2 separate regions of the Cyprinus carpio genome follow, and region 1 is linked to region 2. The links are chromatin contacts, called in public Hi-C maps. All regions are on one chromosome and are shown on one strand. The core of a region is the stretch at or near the end of the contact, and the rest is flanking DNA. Distances in the headings are between cores, read along the strand shown. Region 1 has its middle 4.3 kb from the start of trnak-cuu. Region 2 holds the start of LOC109062446 (carbonic anhydrase-related protein-like).

Region 1 (3,631 bases), core at 48-2,547, 91 kb before region 2:
AGCCTGGCTCTGTTCAGATTTACTAGTAAGGAAAAACAACAAATATTTAAGCAAGGATACATATAAGCATGCAAAAAATGCATATTAACTCACAGCGCAAGCCTACAAGTCTGATTTTGACACTTAACTATAAATGTGTGATAGATCAGTTTTCATACCTACATGTGATTTTTATCATGTGAGCCTGGCCTTCTGTGTGATCTACCCTGTCAACACTTTCTGAAAGCAGCTAGGGGCTTATTTTACCACTCAACATGTATAGTAACGGTGAAATGAATTACACAAAAAACTGCCTGAACTTAGAGGGGATCAAATGATGAGAAATAGTCTCTTTGCCCAGATATTACTGTATGAATGAATTCTCTCACAGTGGCCCTAAAACAAATGAGATTACAGAATCACTCTTGACATTTGCATTTGTATCAACATTTTATGGGAGCCTACATTAAGCTTTCACCTTTGTAATTTCTATGCTTTTTAAATATCACTTGGCTTTTATGCCTTCTTTTATCTTGTCAGGCTTCACAGCTTGTCATTTCAGAAACAGAGATCTGCTAAGGAGGACTGTGGCATCAGTGCAGATCCATGAACTGTCCTCCATTAGCCATCAGGACAGGGGGAGGCCGGTGTGGGGGGAGGAGCTCTTTTGTCCTGAGCGGCGTTATGGCTAATCTAAAGGCCTGTGATGGACGCCTCTCTGGCAGCACAGGCCGCTGGACTCCACCCCTGAGAGGAGCGGGGAGGATGGGGGATCGCGTGAGAGGGCACGGGGGGAGGGGCGGAAGGAGGAAGAAGAGGAGGAGGCGAGGGCTGGGGGAGGGGGGGAAGGTCATTAGTCAGCATGGCAAAAAGGAGAACAGCAGGACACAGTGCCACACATTACAGCCCCACCACCTCCTGCATTGTCCTCCCTCACAGGCCAATTGACTGCTGGAGGATCCACCGAGTTAAGTTTCTAATCTCTTGTGAGGGGGCTGGAGCTCCTCTTTTGTCATGGTAATCTAGAGTTTTGGGCAGGTAACACTTGTAAATGAATGAGTCCTTCACCAGAAGAGGAGATGGGAACGTTTGGTTTAAGATCAGGATCGTGTCCAGTCAATTATATGTATTGGAACCCTGTGTCCTTTGCTTCTATCTTTAGACTTCTATGGGCACCCCTGTGTGCGTGACTGCAAAGAGTAAATGCAATATTTTTGCGCCCAGCTCCATCAAAAGTGACCTTTACTGCTCAGCGTGGCATCACAGCAACAGACACCTGCTGTTCCAGTCCTCGAAGAGCCGCTAGGCCATCAAACCACACGTCTCTCGTAGCAGACACCCTCAAAGAACTTCCTTTGTGATTTAGAAAGGTATTTACTACCGTGGTTGTTCTGAAGAGTGCAGTAAAAGGTTAAAAGGAAACTTGATGTGGCATTGTTGACGGTACTGACTAGTGTTTGGATGTTGATTCTTAACCGCCTCAGTAGAGCGTCTATGTGCAGGCAGCAGCCAGAACTCAGGGCACAGACGCAGTCCAGACTCACGGCTGGGTTTGTGTTTCATGCTGATAAGAGATGCAGCTGGAGGGAAACCAGCCTCACTTGGTCAAAGACAACGGCAGAAGATGCCAGAACACAGGAACAGATGAATGGGGTCAAATGCAAAGTAGTAAAAACCAAAGAAAACTACCAAGATGTTTTATTCTAAGAAGTGTATTGCAAGCTTCTCAACAGGATTTGCTTCAGAACCCATATTTTACTTTGGACAAGTGATGGCCCCAAAGCCATTAAAAATAGTGTATTGCATGAAAATAAATGTAAAAAAGTATGTAAAATTAATCATTAAAATATTAATATCGCAATGAGCTACATAAACCATCATTTGCATTAAAATGGCATAGGTTGAAAAACGGACTTTTTATATTATATTGTTTTGACAGTTTGAGTATTAAGTTAAAATTCATAAAGAGATCATAAAAAGAAATCATACGTATTGAGCAGTTTGATCCAAGTGTTCTGAAGAGACACAATTTCTTTATATGATAAGATTTCATTTTTTAAATTCTTGTGTAGTTTTGTTAATGAAATCATTATCACAAGGACGAGGGCTTGTAAACTACCTTTACATATTGGCATCTATTTAATTTGAGCTTCTACTAAATGACAAATGAATTTGCACCAACATATTCTATATTTTGACAAACTTTGACATTAAAGATACGGACATTTAAAACATTAATTAGTCTATTTATGATTCTATCCTCACTATTTATTATTGTAGGGTTAGGTTCATTTTATTATTAGCATTTAGCACAGCATTAGAACAGTCAACCCCCCAGAACCACTGACTTTATGGTCTTGTTTACACTTTCTAATAACAGGACAATTTATCACGCTGAGACTTGGGGATTTAACATAAATTTCTCTCAGAGATGAGAAACTGTCATGTGTTAAGTTATGCATTCCTCTCCTTCACCCCCATTTCAGCAGAAGTTGAGCAAAACATTCTGCCGCAAATCTTCCTGGGCGATCACGCTATAATGAGGGTGTTTGTGTAGCGCACGAGTGTTTCATTTCACAGTGAAATACAGCCCGTCTCTGGGGCCACATAGCTCACAGACACTGACTTTGGGCAACATAGCTTCTGATGAATCATACCTGTGCTAAATAATCAGTCTTCATCTCATCTGTGTGTAAGCACAGACCAGCTAGCAGGATCCTCCGATTAAGATTGGGATTGTCTTTTCTGCATATGCACAGGTGTAAAATATGTTTTGTGGCCATCAGTGTCATTTTTTTTTTTTTACGTTTAAACCTCTAGGATTTTCACCCAAATATGAGAATTATGTCAATATTTACTCAACCTCATGTCGTTCCAAACCTGGCAACGCAGAATCCTTTCTTACATTAAATACAAAATTAGATGTTAGACAAAATGTTCATGCTGCTGTTTTTCACACAAATAAAGGAACAAGAACCAGTTACATATTTGGATATCCATTACTGTAAGTAATATTCGAGAGCTGCAGAGCATATTCTCAATAAGAATTTAAAATTCACACAAAACCTTTTCTCACAAAAAGCTACGATGTGACTTTCAGAAGACTTAGAATATAGTGTTTAAGTAGCCATTCTTTCATGGTGCTTTTAGTCATTTTTGAAACTTGCCAGCTCCTGGTCACAATTAACTTTTGTTGTTTGGAATAGAGCAGCGTGAACATTATAATAAATTTCTCGTTTTGTGATTCCAGCAAGGTTTGGAAGACTCTTTTTAAAAAACTCTTATGGATAGGCTATAAATTGTGTTTACAGTACAGAGTAATTCACAAGCCATATGTGCAATAAAGAGAAGCTTCATCTCTGACAAAGAATAGAAGACATTTGAAAGTTTGTTTCTATCAAGTGCTTTCTTTCTTTTCTTTTTATTTATTTATTTTTCTTTTTGTTTTATTTATTTATTTATTGTCTTAAGACAAAATAAACCAGTGTGCCTGAATGAAACTGAATTGCTTACATTTTCAGACCTTTTTTAATATATTTACAATTCTGCCATTTAGTTCTGATTCCAAACAGCGTATCGAAAACTTTGCCGAAATATTATCAGGGGAAATTATTCTCGGTTTAAGGTCTCCATTGGCAGATGATTTCACTGA
Region 2 (3,360 bases), core at 669-3,168:
GTTATAATAATTAAATAGTAATTTTAGGCAATGTCTTCAAACCTCCCCTTACCAATCTCCATTTAAATGAATATATTAAGACATTGAAACATTTGTAATGCACTGTATATATCTAATAAGCTAATGACAGGAATAGACCATGTGAGCTTTACGCTAAAGACAGTTGGTTAAGGTATCAGAGATGAGAGAAAGACCTTGACATTGATGAACTATTGAGGTAAACTATTACTGAGCTTTAATGGACTTCCCCTGCAAATTTCTGTATAGACTTATGTACCATATTTTTGACTTAATTCACATTTAGTCTTAAAGGAATAGTTCACCCAAAAATTAAAATGTTAAATTTTAATCAAGCTTAGGCCATTCTAGATGTAGATGAGTTTTCTTCATCAGAAAAGATCTGGAGAAATGTAGAATTACATCACTTGTTCACCAATGGATCCTCTGTTGTGAATGGGTGCCATCACAATGAGAGTTCAAATAGCTGATAAAAACATCACAGTAGTTCACAAGTAATCCACTCAGCTACAGTCCGCCAATTAACGTCTTGTGAAGTGAAAAGCACTGTGTTTATAAGTAAAAAATCCATCATTAAGGAGATTTAACTTTAAACCATTGCTTCTGGGCAAAATATGATCCATCCTATGTTGTAATCTCATATCAAAATCCACTGACATTTGTTTAGAACAGTTTTATACAGTTTTTGCTTGTAAACAGTGTTCTGTGCATATTTCTCTCCTGAGTCAGACAAAATAACATTTTCACTGAAGAAAGCAATATTATGGATAGATGACTCATATTTTAGCTGGAAGCAACAGTTTGGAGTTAAAAACCAATTCTTTTCAATGGTCCTGCTCATTTATGAATTCAGCATGATTTGTTGCAGCAGTTAACAACACACTGATTCAATAGAGTCAGGCCTGATGGTCATCCTGCATTGATATCTTAGACATTATTTAGTATATTTGTTTGCCCCCTCTAGCTTCATAAGCAAGGTCAAAGGTGAGTCAGAAATGGACACGTTCTATTATTAATCGTAGCTTTTTGTACCAAACCACTTACATTCTTCGTCTCTGAGGATATTGTCATGTCTTGTAATGTCCACTAGAGGTCAGTGCTGTAATCTTATGAACTCAGTGAAATAATTATTCAAAGTATTCAAATGAATTCAAAATTCTCAAACACCATACCAGAGAACACCTTCCTGATAAAATGCTTGTTTTGATGCTTGCTAATTCAGATTTCCCAAAATATCTGATAAAATATAGATTTAACATAGAGGATCCTGAGATCACATGACAACCATGTTCTAGTCCCTGAGCTTTGGGGAGTAAAACGACCTACTTATAATTAATTAGGTAGTGATTGCACTTTTGTGTAATGTGCTGTCTTTAATTTTAGAAAATTAGGGTCAAAGTAGTTTCTAAGTATAGAATTCAAGGCAATGTGCATAGTGTTCACTTCCTCCAGTTGTTAAAATATTTTATCTGGGTCAATCAGTGCATTCAGGAGACTTTTATACATCCATCTAATGGAAGTTTAAACTGTTCTTGATAGCATAATCAAGCTACTGTTGTCCAGCTGATAAAATAATATTTAGCATTGTTGAACCGAGATAAGAGTTGACTGTGCTGACAAACAACAAGGTCTTCTGCAAACTTCTAATTTAAAAGTTGGTAGAGCTGTTTCTGGACATTTGTTTCACCAGTGAACAGGAAATAACTTGCAAGAATAATAACCATCAGCCTTGGGAAAACACCACATGGGCCCTTCTCATCCTTACCTTAAAAACACCATCAGTAATATGAAAAGCAAACAATAACAGACCTTCCCTCTCTTCAGTCTCTCCTTCTTCACCCTCCCCCTTGTGGGTGGGTGTTTTTTTTTATTTAACCACACCCATTTCCTCCATTGTGGGAGGAACTCTCCAAGAGCAACATCACTCCTGCATTCCTGCCAGTGTGCACTGTGCTTGCCGTGGCCTGACTGTAAACCAGGCTGGACTGCTGGACTGTTTCTATGGTGCTACATCAGAGGCTTAAGAGTCACTGCACGCAGCCAATCAGATGGCTTGTGGGGGAACCATGTGGACTATAGTAGCTAATAGAGTGAGTTTGTGAACTTACTTTTGGTTGGTACAGAAAGGACAACTTTCATAGAAGAGAACAGGAGAAGAATACTCATCATCTTCAATGGAATGACGACTGGTTTGTGTTGGCTGCAGTCTCAGAGTGGACATTGTGTCTTTGAAGCTATTGAGTTCAATCTCCTCCACTTGTGTTGTTAAAGACCACTTTCTTCATGTTTTATGGATGGGAAGTGAGCAAACGACGAGGAAGACTTCACCGTGAAAACAGGTTTGGAAAGAACTAGTTTTTGCCATCTGCTCAGGACATAACATAAGTTGTTCTGAAAGCTGTAATTCAGTGGCCATGGCAGATAATGTTATTGAGGAGACCGAGAACTACCTTGGCAAAGATGAGCTGAACTGGGGCTATGAAGAAGGTAAGGATTCAGTGAGAGAATGACTGGCTAATTCTACTCTTTGTGAAACATGAAACTTTATTGTCATACCCATGATCAGGAATTACTATAAAAACAAAAACGATTCTTTAAATACACAGACAAAAATGTCTGTGCTTTTTGTGGTCAATAATAACCACTTCAGATTTTTTTTTTTTTTTTTTGAACCAGCAATCTATATTTTTAACTTGTAAAGTGTGTTTATTAAATAAATACATAAATAAAAAATAAATATTTTAAGCATAATTGAATAATGCATGTTTATTATGTGGAAAAAAGCAGAGGGAAAAAGTCATTTAAAACTGTATTCAAACCAAGATTGTTCTTTTTGTGAAGACAGTAGTTTATTTATGTCTAAGCATTCATTTATAATATAATGTGTTCTTTAGTAGTGAGATTTAAGATAAGATATTTACATTGTGAATAGTAAAAAAATAAGAGAGAGGAGTGATTAATAGACAGGGTGAGATGAATAGCGGTAGAGGGAAAAAATGAGTACATCCTGTATCCCCCTGTGTCTGCTATTCCTGTTGGACACCCCAGTAATGACTTTGAGACACTGGAACTCTGGCGGCCTTCATTTAGTTTTAACACTGGGACAAAAAAAATGGACCACTGTTTATTATCTGTGGCAAGGCCAAATATTTTATGTCTATGCACAACTAAATTGACACAAAGTATCATGGTGAAAAAGTTTGATTGGTGCAAAAGTTTCAAGGTTGATCAGTGGGTCATGAACAAGGACAGTGTTATCCACTCAAAAGCAAGATAAGTATGCTTTGATAACTGCATTAGAATAAAATGCTATCATCATTATAAGGTTGACTGAATCAAAAA

What was found. Hi-C and Micro-C count contacts between places; a contact is called where the count stands out from the background.
Region 1: a Hi-C map of red blood cells shows a contact between it and region 2, with 2.4 times the contacts expected there. The contact joins the enhancer-like site here to the promoter of LOC109062446 in region 2. A contact is called at or near these places in 6 of 8 Hi-C or Micro-C datasets (liver, red blood cells and skeletal muscle).

Annotation. Positions count from the first base shown.
Region 1 is chrA2:11,221,162-11,224,792 of ASM1834038v1, reverse strand. No RefSeq gene overlaps it. Among protein-coding and RNA genes, the nearest start is that of trnak-cuu, 4.3 kb to the left of the region's middle. Within about 2 kb of position 1,297, at least 3 of the 8 cell types and tissues checked have an H3K27ac peak or open chromatin away from gene starts, as enhancers often do.
Region 2 is chrA2:11,131,378-11,134,737 of ASM1834038v1, reverse strand. It overlaps LOC109062446 (carbonic anhydrase-related protein-like), which reads left to right and starts at 1,918. Exons shown (of 9, transcript XM_042772557.1): 1 at 1,918-2,505. The coding sequence starts at 2,433.